2 separate regions of the Pan troglodytes genome follow, and region 1 is linked to region 2. Evidence: chromatin contacts called from public Hi-C data. All regions are on one chromosome and are shown on one strand. The core of a region is the stretch at or near the end of the contact, and the rest is flanking DNA. Distances in the headings are between cores, read along the strand shown. Region 1 has its middle 39 kb from the start of RBBP6. Region 2 overlaps PRKCB (protein kinase C beta).

Evidence for each region. Hi-C and Micro-C count contacts between places; a contact is called where the count stands out from the background.
Region 1: a contact with region 2 is called in a Hi-C map of induced pluripotent stem cells, with 8 times the contacts expected there. The contact joins two enhancer-like sites. A contact is called at or near these places in 3 of 7 Hi-C or Micro-C datasets (induced pluripotent stem cells and stem cell-derived neural progenitor cells) and 1 of 1 other capture datasets (stem cell-derived neural stem cells).

The regions. Positions count from the first base shown.
Region 1 is chr18:27,112,120-27,118,102 of NHGRI_mPanTro3-v2.0_pri, reverse strand. No RefSeq gene overlaps it. Among named protein-coding and RNA genes, the nearest start is that of RBBP6, 39 kb to the left of the region's middle. Within about 2 kb of position 2,347, at least 3 of the 24 cell types and tissues checked have an H3K27ac peak or open chromatin away from gene starts, as enhancers often do. A contact at or near this core is called in induced pluripotent stem cells, where this site is marked.
Region 2 is chr18:26,665,394-26,671,532 of NHGRI_mPanTro3-v2.0_pri, reverse strand. All of the region lies in intron 5 of PRKCB (protein kinase C beta), which reads right to left. Among named protein-coding and RNA genes, the nearest start is that of CACNG3, 200 kb to the left of the region's middle. Within about 2 kb of position 2,177, at least 1 of the 24 cell types and tissues checked has an H3K27ac peak or open chromatin away from gene starts, as enhancers often do. A contact at or near this core is called in induced pluripotent stem cells, where this site is marked.

The DNA.
Region 1 (5,983 bases), core at 1,098-3,597, 450 kb before region 2:
GAGAAGAGTTTTAATTGTCTCACGGTTCTGCAGGCTCTACAAGAAGCATGGCTGGGGAGGCCTCAGGAAACTTACAGTCGTGGAAGAAGGGGAAGCAGGCACATCTTACATGGCTGGAGTAGGAGGAGGAGAGAGAGGTGGGAGGTGATACACTTTAAACAACCAGATTTCATGCTGGGTGCAGTGGCTCATGCCTATAATCCCAGCACTTTGGGAGGCCAAGGCAGGCGGATCACCTGAAGTCAGGAGTTCAAGACCAGCCTGGCCAACATGGTGAAATGCTGTCTCTACAAAAATACAGACACACACAAAAATTAGCTGGATGTAGTGGTGGATGCCTGTAATCCGTGCTACTCAGGAGGCTGAGGCAAGAGAATCGCTTGAACCCAGGAGGCAGAGGTTGCAGTGAGCTGAGATCATGCCACTGCACTCTAGCCTGGGTGATAGAGCAAGTCTCCATCTCAACAAAACAAAACAAAAAACAAAACCAAAATAAACAACCAGCTCTCATGAGCACTCACGAGCAGCACCAAGGGGGAAATCCACCCCCATGATCCAATCACCTCCCACCAGGCCCTGCCTCCAACATTGGGGATTACGATTTGGCATGAGATTTGGGTGGGGACATGGACCCAAACCATTTCAGGGGCATAAATCAAGACTCCTGGGGCTGAGTATGGTGGGTCATGCCTGTAATCCCATCACTTTGGGAGGCTGAGGAGGATGGATCACTTGAGTCCAGGAGTTCGAGACCAGCCTGGAAAACATAGCAGGACACCATCTCTACAAAAAGTAAAAAAATAAAAAATTATCCAGGCATGATGGTGCACACCTGTAGTCCCAGCTACTTGAGAGGCTAAGGTGGGAGGATGGCTTGAGCCCAAGAGGTTGAGGCTGCAGTGAGCCAAGGTGGTACCACTGCATTCCAACCTGGGTGGCAGAGGAGACCCTGACTCAAAACAACAACAACAACACGAAACAAAACAAAACAAAAACTCCAGTTTCCTCTTATATGGTTGTAGCAGGAAGAAGTGGGGGAGGAGGTGTGTGTGTGTGTTTAAACCTTTTTTTTTTTGGCAAGCACACATGTGCACAACCCAATATACACATCACGCTTACTTCTCTTTTCTTGGGGTAAGCCCCAGCATGACCAACCTCGGGCAGGTCTATTCTTCTCTCTGGGCCTCATTTTCCTTATCTGCTCAATGAAGCTGATGGATACAGCACTTTCCAAGGAACCTTTTCACAATAACATGTTCTCAACCAGTGTGCAGGTATTCCCCTCCTAGGGAGACATTCCTTGCATCTTTCCCACACACATGGCCCTGCACGCACACACAGACACAGAGCTGCAGTGTGTGCACATCTATCCCACACTCTGTCCCTCCAAGCCTTCCTACCCTGGACTATCTGGACTAGTAAGGAATGAAACAAGAAACACAGGGTCCGGGTCGTGGTGGTGAGGGTGAGGGAGGCAGAGTCCCAAAGGCCTGTTCTCACCCTTAGGAGGTTCTGGGGCAGGAGGTCTGGGTCACATTCTTGGGCAGATGCTGGAGGCCAGCTCTGCCCTAGTCTATGATCGAGGCCAGGCACTCTTTGAACTGATGGATATGGGGAAGCAGTACTTTTGAGCCCTCTCTAGACCCAGCTTTACCCCTACAAGCTCTGCAAATCACTTCTTAGTATTTGACTTATTTTTTTTTTAAATTTAGAGATCAGGTGTATCAGTCCGTTCTCACACTGCTATAAAGAAATAACTGAGACTGGGTAATTCATAAAGAAAAAAGGTTTCATTGGCTCATGGTTCTGCAGGCTGTACAGGAAGCATGGCTGGGGAGGCTTCAGGAAACTTACAATCATGGCAGAAGGCGAAGGGGAAGCAGTTTCCTCTTATATGGTTGGAGCAGGAGGAAACAGGGGAAGAGGTGCTACACAATTTTAAATGAGCAGCTCTGGTGGTAAGTCACTATCATGAGAGCGGCACCCAAGGGGAAATCCCCTCCCATGATCCAATCACCTCCCACCAGGCCCCACCTCCAACATTGGGGGTTACAATTCCACATGAGATACGGGTGGGAACACAGACCCAAACCGTATTACCAGGTCCTGCTTTGTTGCCCAGGCTGGAGTGCAGTGGCATGATCACAGCTCATTGCATCCTCAAACTCTCAGATGCAGAGATCCCCCCGCCTCAGCCTCTGGAGTAGCTAGGACGACAGGCATGCACCATCACGCTCGGCTAATTCTTAGTATTTCTGAAAGCATGGGTAGCAGTGCGTGTGTAGAGGAAGGAAGGCTGTAGAGGGCTGGTGTTCCCCCGCTGTTCCTTCTCCACAGGAGAAATTGAGTTGGGTGTGTCTAATCCCAGCTTGCCAGCTGAGGGCGCTTCTGTTCTGTAATTCCACCACCCTGGCCTTGGTGAGCCGAGTACAATTTCTTATCCCAAAGATAGGCCTAGGAGCAGGTTCTTTTTCACTCAAAGTGAGGGAGCCTTCAACACAGACCATAGCCAACACAGACCAGGCATGGTGGTGGGCGCCTGTAGTCTCAGCCATCAGGAGGCTGAGTCGGGAGGATTGCTTGAGCCCAGGAGGTAGAGTCCAGTCTGGGCAACATAGGGAGACCCCATCTCTTAATAAACAAAAAACACCAGCCTGGGCAACATGGTAAAACCCTGTCTCTACTAAAAATACAAAAATTAGCTGGGCACGGTGGTGTACGCTTGTAGTCTCAGCTGCTGGGGAGGCTGAGGCAAAAGAATCACTTGAACCCAGGAGGCAGAGGTTGCAGTGAGCCGAGGTCAAGCCACTGCACCCCAGCCTGGGTAAAAAAGCCAGGCTGTCTCAAACAAAACAAAACAAAACAAAACAAAACAAAACAAAACAAAACCACCCCAAAATCAAGCAAACAGAAAACAAAAACAAAACAAAAAATACCCACAAGGTTTAGGCTGCCGCCCATCTTTCTTTGACGGTGAGGTGGAGATTGGGAGGAGAGAAAGTAATCATTTCTTGCCTATGGGGTAATAGGGAATGCAAATTCTCATCCCTTGACTTGAGTTGGGTTCCCTAGCAGCAGATCCTAAGATGGAAACCAAGAATTCTCAGGAGGAGATGAGTGAGGAAGCAGGATAAAACAGTACAGAAAGCTCACTAATGCCACAGGAAGCAAAATGACAACACAGAGCTGGTCCCCACTTAAGGCCAAGGGGCTGGCCCCATTCCCGTGGGTTATCGTCCGAGGTCTGATCCCAGGAGGTGTGGGGGCCATCATCTAGTGGTTCCTTTCTGCCCAAGGGCTGTGCATTAGTTTGGAAGGCTGCTGAAACAAAGTACCACCACCTGGATGGCTTAAACTACAGACATTTATTCTCTAATAGTTCTGGAGGCTGGAAGTCCAAGTTCAAGGTGCCAGCAGGGTTGGTTCTTTCTGAGGGCCATGAGGGAGAGTCTGTTCCATGCCTTTCCCTCAGCCTCTGGTGGTCTGCTGGCAATCTTTGGTTTCGCTTGGCTTGTAGAAGCACCACTTCAATCTGTCTTCTTTTTTGAGGCAGGGTCTTGTTCTGTCACCCAGGTTGGAGTGCACTGGCGCAATCATGGCTCACTGCAACCTCTGCCTCCCAGGCTCAAGTGATCCTCCTGCCTCAGCCTCCCGAGTAGCTGGGACTACAGGCACGTGCCACCATGCCCAGCTAGATTTTTGTGTTTTTGGTAGAGATAGGGTTTCACTATATTGCCCAGGCTGGTCTCAAACTCCTGAGCTCAAGTAATCCACCCACCTCAGCCTCCCAAAGTGCTGGGATTACAGGTGTGAGCCACTGCGCCTGGCCCTCTACCTTCATTTTTACCTAGCAGTGTGTGTGTGTGTGTGTGTGTGTGTGTGTGTCTGTCTGTCTGTCTGTGTCCAAATATCCCCTTTTTATAAGGACAGTGGTGGTCCTAGTCTGTTTGCATTACTATAAAGGAATACCCAAGGCTGGGTAATTTATGAAGACAAGAGATTAATTTGGTTCACAGTTCTGCAGGCTGTACAGGGAGCATGGCATTAGCATCTGCTTCTGCTGAGAGCTCAGGATGCTTCTATTCATGGCAGAAGGCCAAGGGGGAGCTGGTGTGTGCAGAGATTACATGGTGAGAGAAGAAGCAAGAGAGGGAGGGAGGTGCTGGGCTCTTTGTAAGAATCACTTCTCAACTTATTACTGGGAGGATGGCACCAAGTCATTCGTGAGGGATCCACCCCCATGACTCAAATACCTCCCACTAGGCCCCGCCTCCAACACTGGGGATCACATTTCAACATGAGATTTGGAGGAGACAAATATCCAAACTATATCCATGGTTATATTGGATCAGGGCCCTAAAGACCTAATGATATAATTGAAGTTAATTATCTCTTTAAAGGCCCTCTTTCCAAATAAGGTCACATTCTAAGATATTGAGGGTTAGGACTTTAACACTGGAATTTTAGGGGCATACAATTAATTCAACCCATACCATGCAGTGCTCTAGAGAGGAAACAGCTGTGAGCTATTAGCAGCCAGTGCTCTGGGCATCTGGGGATGGATGCACTGGCTGGGAAGAGGGTCCCTGTGAGGCACCAACAGCACCCGCTACACCAGTGGGTGCCTCCTGGGCCAGCAACATCAGCCTCCCCTGGGAATGTGGTAGGAATGCAAAGTCTTGGACCTTCCTCCAGACCCTACTGAATCAGAAACTCCGGGGATGGTGCCTCACAGTCTGTCGTGATTCCAATGCATACCAACGTTTCAGAACCACTGCAGTATACCACTTGGGTCACTGAACAAGAAATGCTGATGGCAGAGAAAGGCAGTGAGCATTGATTCAGGAGGCTCGAGTTTCCCCAAGGAACACAGGACTGCCGCACTGCATAACTCTAGAGAGCACCATTCCAGTTGCAGTTCAGGTCAATGGTGCTCACAGAACACAGTCTGAAGCATGCAATGGAGTACAGTTGCATGGTGCACACATGGAGTGGTGCAGCTGCCACCAAGGAGCCAGGCCTGGGCTACTCTATTAAGGGAAGTGCAGTGCTTTCTAGCAGGGCTAGAAAGTCTAATCAGGGCCAGGTGTGGTGGCTCACCCCTGTAATCCCAGTGCTTTGGGAGGCCAAGGTGGGAGATCGCTTGAGTTCAAGAGCGGCCTGGGCATCTCTACAAAAAATGAAAAAATTATCCAGGCATGGTGGTGCATGGCTCTAGTCCTAGCTACTTGGGAGGCTGAGGCAGGAGGATCACTTGAGTGCAGGAGTTCCAGGCTGCAGTGAGCTTAGATTGCACCACTGCACTCCAGCCTGGGTGACAGAGTGAGACCCTGTCTCAAAAAATAAAAAAGTAAAAACAAAAATCCCAGAGAAGCCATGCCCATGTGTATGCCCCGATCATTGCTTGAGGCCCATCTGACCTACTGCATGATGTGAAACTGAGACAGAGTGAGGAGCCCCTTTTGTAAGGGCCTGTGAAGCCTAAGAATGGAAGTAAAGGAAAATCCTGAGTTCCTTCAAGGGAAATTCCAGGCACCTAGCTGGCCCTGAGAACTAAATAAGTAACTTACTTTTTTTTGTCTCTCTCTCTTTCTTTCTTTCTTTTTATTTTTGAGATGGAGTCTTACTCTGTTGCCAGGCTGGAGTGCAGTGGCGTGATCTTGGCTCACTGCAACCTCTGACTCCTGGGTTCAAGCCATTCTCCTGCCTCAGCCTCCCGAGTAGCTGGGACTACAGGCGTGTGCCACCACCTCCAGCTAATTTTTGTATTTTTAGTAGAGATAGGGTTCACTATGTTGGCCAGGATGGTCTCGATCTCTTGGCCTCTTGATCTGCCCACTTCGGCCTCTCAAAGTGCTGGGATTACAGGCCTGAGCCAATGCACCCTGCCCTAAATAAGTAACTTCTTAAACAAGAAAGGCAATCATCCTGAAACAATAGCCAAGGAAGTTAAGAGTCAGGAGATATTTGCTTTCCCTACAGA
Region 2 (6,139 bases), core at 928-3,427:
CAGTACCCTCCTGCCTCCTTCCCATCCTCTTTTTCCGTTTTTTCTTTTTCCCCCTTAGCTTACTGTTCGTATTTTACTTATTTACCTACTTTGTCTTCTCCCACACTACAACAGAGGTCTACAAACTACAGCCCAAGGGCCAAATCCAGCCTCCTGCCTGTTTTTGTAAATAAAGTTTTATTGGCACACACCCGTGCCCATTCATTGGCACACTGTGGCCACTTCTGTGTTACAATGGCAGAGTTAAGTAGTTGTGGCAGTGACCAGATAGCTCCAAAGCCCATCTGGCCCTTCACAGAAAAAGTTTGTCAAGCCCTGCACTAAAATATAAGCTCCATGAGGGCAGGACTTTGGCTTGTTCTCTGACAAATCTCCAGTGACTAAGTCAATGCCTGACATGTAGAACATGCTTAATAATCACTTTTTTTTGAGTGAGTGAACTACAAATGGCAGTAACCCTGTGCTGGATGTGAGGGGAAGAGAACTAGAGGGATCACATCAGAGAGTTAAAACCTTCTCAGGAAGTCAGAGCCATGAAATAGTGAAATGACAGAGAGACAGAGCACATGATTAAAATTTAGAGCTCAAGTGCCTGAAGAAAGAGTTTAAAGAGTTGAAAATAGTGTCTTCCAATGCAGTGGTTCTCAGAGTGTCAGAGATGTTTGAACCAGAGTGACTCCATCTTGAATAGGGGCTGGGTAAAATAAGGCTGAGACCTACTGGGCTGCATTCTCAGGAGGTTAGGGGATTCTAAGTCACTGAATGAGACAGGACGTCAGCACAAGGTACAGGTCACAAAGACCTTGCTGATAAAACAGGTTGTGTTAAGGAAGTAGGTCAAAATCCTCCAAAACCAAGATGGCAACAAAAGTGACGTCTGGTCGTCTTTGCTGCTCATTATACAGTAATTGTAATGCATTAGCACGCTAAGAGACACTCCCAGTAGTGCCATGACAGTTTACAATTGTCACGGCAATGTCAGGAAGTTACCCTACATGGTCTAAAAAGAGGAGGAATCCTCAGTTCCGGGAATTGCCCACCCCTTTCCCAGAAAACTCATGAAAAATCCACCCCTTTTTTAGCATATAATCAGGAAATGACCTCAAAAGTGGCTAGCCAGCAGCTTTAGGGCTGCTCTGCCTGTGGAGTAGCCATGCTTTATTCCTTTACTTTCTTAATAAGCTTGCTTTGACTTTATGGATTTGCCTCGAATTCTTTCTTGCAAAAGACCTAAGAACCTCTCTTGGGTTCTGGATCGGGATCCCTTTCTGGTAACCGGAGTGTGAACACACCAGCATCCTCTGGGGACCTGTTAGAAATTCAAATTCTCATTCTTCAATGTCTACTGAATCAGAAACTCTGAGGGTGGGGCACTCTCTAGATGATTCTGATGCAAGCTCAAGTAGGGGACATTGCTTTTCATCCTCAGCTCTCCAATGCACATTGGCATTTTTAACTCTATGCCTATGCTATTTTGATAAAATAATTAAATAAAATAGTCTAAGGTCTATTAATTTTATGTCTTTTTTTTTTTTTGAGACGGAGTCTCGCTTGCTCACTGCAACCTCCACCTCCCAGGTTCAAGCGATTCTCCTGCCTCAGCCTCCTGAGTAGCTGGGATTACAGGTGCCCGCCACCACGCCCAGCTAATTTTTGTATTTTTAGTAGAGACAGGGTTTCACCATGTTGGCCAGGATGGTCTCCCTTTCCTGACCTGGTGATTCACTCGCCACCTGCCTCAGCCTCCCAAAGTGCTGGGATTGCAGGCGTGAGCCACTGTGCCCGGCCTCTTTCCTTGAACTCCTGGGCTCAGTGATCCTCCTGCCTCAGTCTCCTGAGTAGCTGAGATTACAGGCATGCTGCACTACCATGCCTGGGTAATTTTATTTTTAATTTTTTTTAGGGACAGGGGTCTCACTATGTTGCCCAGACTGGTCTCAAACTCCTTGCCTCAAGTGATTCTTCACCTCAGCCTCCTGAGTCTCTGGGATTACAGGCATGAGCCACTGCACCTGGCTCTATTTTCTGTATTTCTGATGCTTTGGTGTCTCAGAGCCTTGCTGACCCTGGAGAAACTGTCTGTCCCAGGGCTAGCCCATTCCTAGAGACGGTAAAGAACTCACCTGCAAGCGCACCTTTCATATGCAAACCAACCAATCCAAAGCCCAAACCTCCAACCAACTCCTTCATGGGGCTCTTACACTCTGGGCCAGCCTGTGCTAATTACCCCAGGTAAAAGCACCAGGTATCAGGTACCAGGCAACTAGAGAGACAGCCTCTACACCCAGAGTCTGCTGAGATCATTCAAACCAGCCAGCCCTAAGGCTGCTTTCCCGCCCTACCTGCTCCTTCTCACAGAAACAGCAGCAAATGCTCCTGCCACGTTTTCTTTCCGCTTCCTCTGCCTCCTGGCAGACCCTGCTGCTTCCCTGTGTGGCCTTTCATGGAGTGGCACGCCTGCTCCTCATCTATGAGTAATAAACTATCTTTTCAAAAGTAAGGAGGGCAGAACAAGTAGCACAGAGAATGGTGTGAGGAAGGTGATGTCCGGAAGACACTCCGCACAAGAACAGGAAGACCCAAAAGCTCTCAGCCTGGCCGTGGAGCAAAAGGCCAAACCCTACAAGATGAAATGCATCAGGGTTCATCCTGGAGTCTCAAAAAAAAAAAAATTCTTGCACAAGGATGTGGGGCCTGCAGGCTAGCAGCACCTGATGTGATAGACAGGAGAGCTTTAACTGATCATAAACCCAAGATAAGTCAACAGTGCAATGTGGCTGGTGGTATCCCCAGACCCCCCAAAAGAGTAGCATCATCTCAGGATGCAGAAAGAGAATTTTGTTGTCTAGGACAGTGTTTTTCAAGCGGCGGGTCATGACACATTTGCCAATTGTTAGTGAAATCAATTTGCAGAGTAAGAGCATTTTCCTTAAAGGGTTTCTTAAAGGAAATAGAATGGAAATGAACAGAAAAGAGGGCCACAAAAGAGAGGAGAATGTATCAGAGTGTGTGGTGAGCATAAGTAGAGGTAAGCATTAATGGCAGTTTGGTTTTGGTTGTGAGTGTGTGCTTGTTTGTGCAATGTGTGTGTGTTTGTGAGTTTGTGCTTGTTTGTGCAGTGTGTGTGTGTGTGTGTGTTACATAAAACCTAGATGGGCTGGAAGCCGAAAGGTTTGAAAATAGCTGATCTAGAATAAGGAAAGTGACAATCCTTCTCTCCTCGGCAACACAGGTGGATTCTCTTTCACTCTGGGCACCCTGCTTTATAAAAGGAAGCTACTCCAACTGGAGTGTTGTCTAGGAAGAGTTCCGGGTTGACATCAATGATGGCATACTCGGTCCTATCATGTGTTTGAGGTTGTGGGCTGTGGATTAAGGATTAGAAAGTAAATGGCTGAAGGAGTTGGGGCTGCCTCACTTGGGAATTAAAAGATTCTGGGACACCTATGAACCATCTTTGAATTAGTGGAAGGCTGTCGACATACCTGTACTGAGTTACCCAAGGGTGAAACCAGTGCCTGTAGAAGCTTCATGAAATTCATCAATATCTATGTCAGCAGCTCAACGTGCTTGGCTTCTTGGATCCCCTACCAACTCCTACTTGTCCACCTGCACCACTGCTCTTCCTCTGATTCTCAATTCACCCCTCCAGATCTTCCCGTCTCCAGCATCTCCAAGCTTGTATAAGGTCTAACATGTACAGTAAATCCCTTATTCCATGATGCTCATAGTGACTCTGATTCCCTGAGCGATACACAGGCGTGGGCTAAGCACCCACAATGCTAAGGTGGGAAGTTGATTCTGCTTCCTCCCATGTACACAAACCACTTTGTTTCTGGAGTTTTCCAGTGTAACCTGAACACTCTGTGAGCATCTTTGCATTTTTAAGTGAGAACAGTTTCTTAGGATACTGCTGTGAACTTGATTTTACCCCTCTCTTTCTCTCAGCTTCTAGATGTTCCCTGGGCCACTCAAGGAGGCAGACCAGGGTAGTAGTTAAGGGTGCAGGTCCCGGATGATGCTAGAGTAGTGGTTAAGGGTGCATGTCCCAGATGTGCCAGGGTAGTGGTTAAGGGTGCATGTCCCAGTTGTGCCAGGTTAGTGGTTAAGGGTGCAGGTCCTGGATGTGCCAGGTTAGTGGTTAAGGTTGCAGGTCCTGGATGTGCCAGGGTAGTGGTTAAGGGTGCAGGTCCCGGATGTGCCAGGTTAGTGGTTAAGGTTGCAGGTCCCGGATGTGCCAGGGTAGTGGTTAAGGGTGCAGGTCCCGGATGTGCCAGGTTAGTGGTAAAGGGTGCAGGTCCCGGATGTGCCAGGGTAGTGGTAAAGGGTGCATGTCCCGGATGTGCCAGGGTAGTGGTAAAGGGTGCATGTCCCGGATGTGCCAGGGTAGTGGTAAAGGGTGCATGTCCCGGATGTGCCAGGGTAGTGGTAAAGGGTGCATGTCCCGGATGTGCCAGGGTAGTGGTAAAGGGTGCAGGTCCCGGATGTGCCAGGTTAGTGGTAAAGAGTGCAGGTCCCGGATGTGCCAGGGTAGTGGTAAAGGGTGCAGGTCCAGGGTGGGACAGGGTTGCCAGATTCACATAACCCATTCCCTGGTCCTAACACAGGGAGGTTTGGAGAGAAAGTCTTCTCCATCCACCTGCTTCTCACAACCTAGGAATTTATTCAGCCTCTTGGGCAGATCTTGGCCAGTGAAATCTGTCTTTCTGCGAAAAAAAAAAAAAAAAAAAACAGGCCAATTTGAAGAAATGTTATCATCTTCAGCCTCACAGTCCAGCAAACACTGACTCTCATACTCCCAAAGGAGCAAAACAGGCTAGCAGGAAGTGTTGGGGAAAATGGAGTCATATGAAGCAAAGTCTCAGTTTCCTCACCATATAATGGATAGAAGGACTACGGGTAATAGCAAAAGTTGTTAGGAGGATTACCTGAAGGAACGCTTGTAGAGTTCCTAGCAAAAGCCAGGCATTTGGAAGGGTTTTAGAAAAGGTGGCTGTGGCTGGGCACGGTGACTCTCACCTGTAATCCCAGCACTTTGGGGGGCCGAGGTGGGCAGATCATTTGAGGTCAGGCAGCCTGACCAACATGGTGAAACCCTGTCTCTACTAAAAATACAAAAAAATTAGCTGGGCATGGTGGCGCATGCCTGTAGTCCCAGCTACTTGGAAGGCTGAGGCAGGAGAATCGCTGGAACCAGGGAGGCGGAGGTTGCAGTGAGCTGAGATTGTGCCACTGCACTCCAGCCTGGCGACAGAGTGAGACTCTGTTATAAAAAAAAAAAAAAAGAAAGAAAGAAAAGAAAAGAAAGAAGTAAAAGTGGCTGCTACTAATATCATGTATCATCACCACTCCACTGATGTACTTAGTGCCAGGATAAGACAGTGTCCAAGAGCCTAATTATCTGGAATGGCATAGTTAGATTCAAGTCCCAGCTCCACATCTTCCTAGTTGTGTGGCTTGGGCAAGTTATTTAACCTCTTTCTCTGTGTCTCAGTTTCCCTATCTGTAAAATGGAGATGCCCTCAGTAACTCTCTCCCACCCAAGTAGCTGGGACTACAGGTTGTTGATAGGATTACACGACATGGCTGAGCAACGTGCTTCGCCCAGTGCCTGGTGGTTACTATCAGTAAGAGGTGTCCGTCCCTTGGTTTTGTTGGTAGTGGTAAAGCAGATGGAACCCAACCAGACAGCGAGGCTGCTCAGGAGCTGGGACTGCATCTTGCACAGGCTTTTGTGCCCCACGATGGCTAGCACTGTGCTGGGTTCACAGCAATGGCTCAGTAAGCGTCAGCCACTGGCCCTCCTCCCTTCCCTCACCTTCTAACTTATGCCTCTCCTGCCTTCTCCAGGGAGCTACCTGGAATGCCTCCAGCCCACTGCTCCCTCCCTTCTCTAAACTCTGATCACAAGAAAGATTCTGACCCCACAGTGCTGGGGCAACAGGCAAATGAAAAGCAGGTCTTCTCCAAGACCTTGAGGCTAAACTAGTCCCAACCTGTGCCCTAAAGCCACTGAAAGATAAGACTATGAGAACTACCAGTGCTGAAGCATCTCCTTCCTCTCCCCACTGGTATGGTGGGTGTTTCTTATGTTCCAATGTCTCATAGTCTTAAACTGTATCTTTCCAACATCTGACTT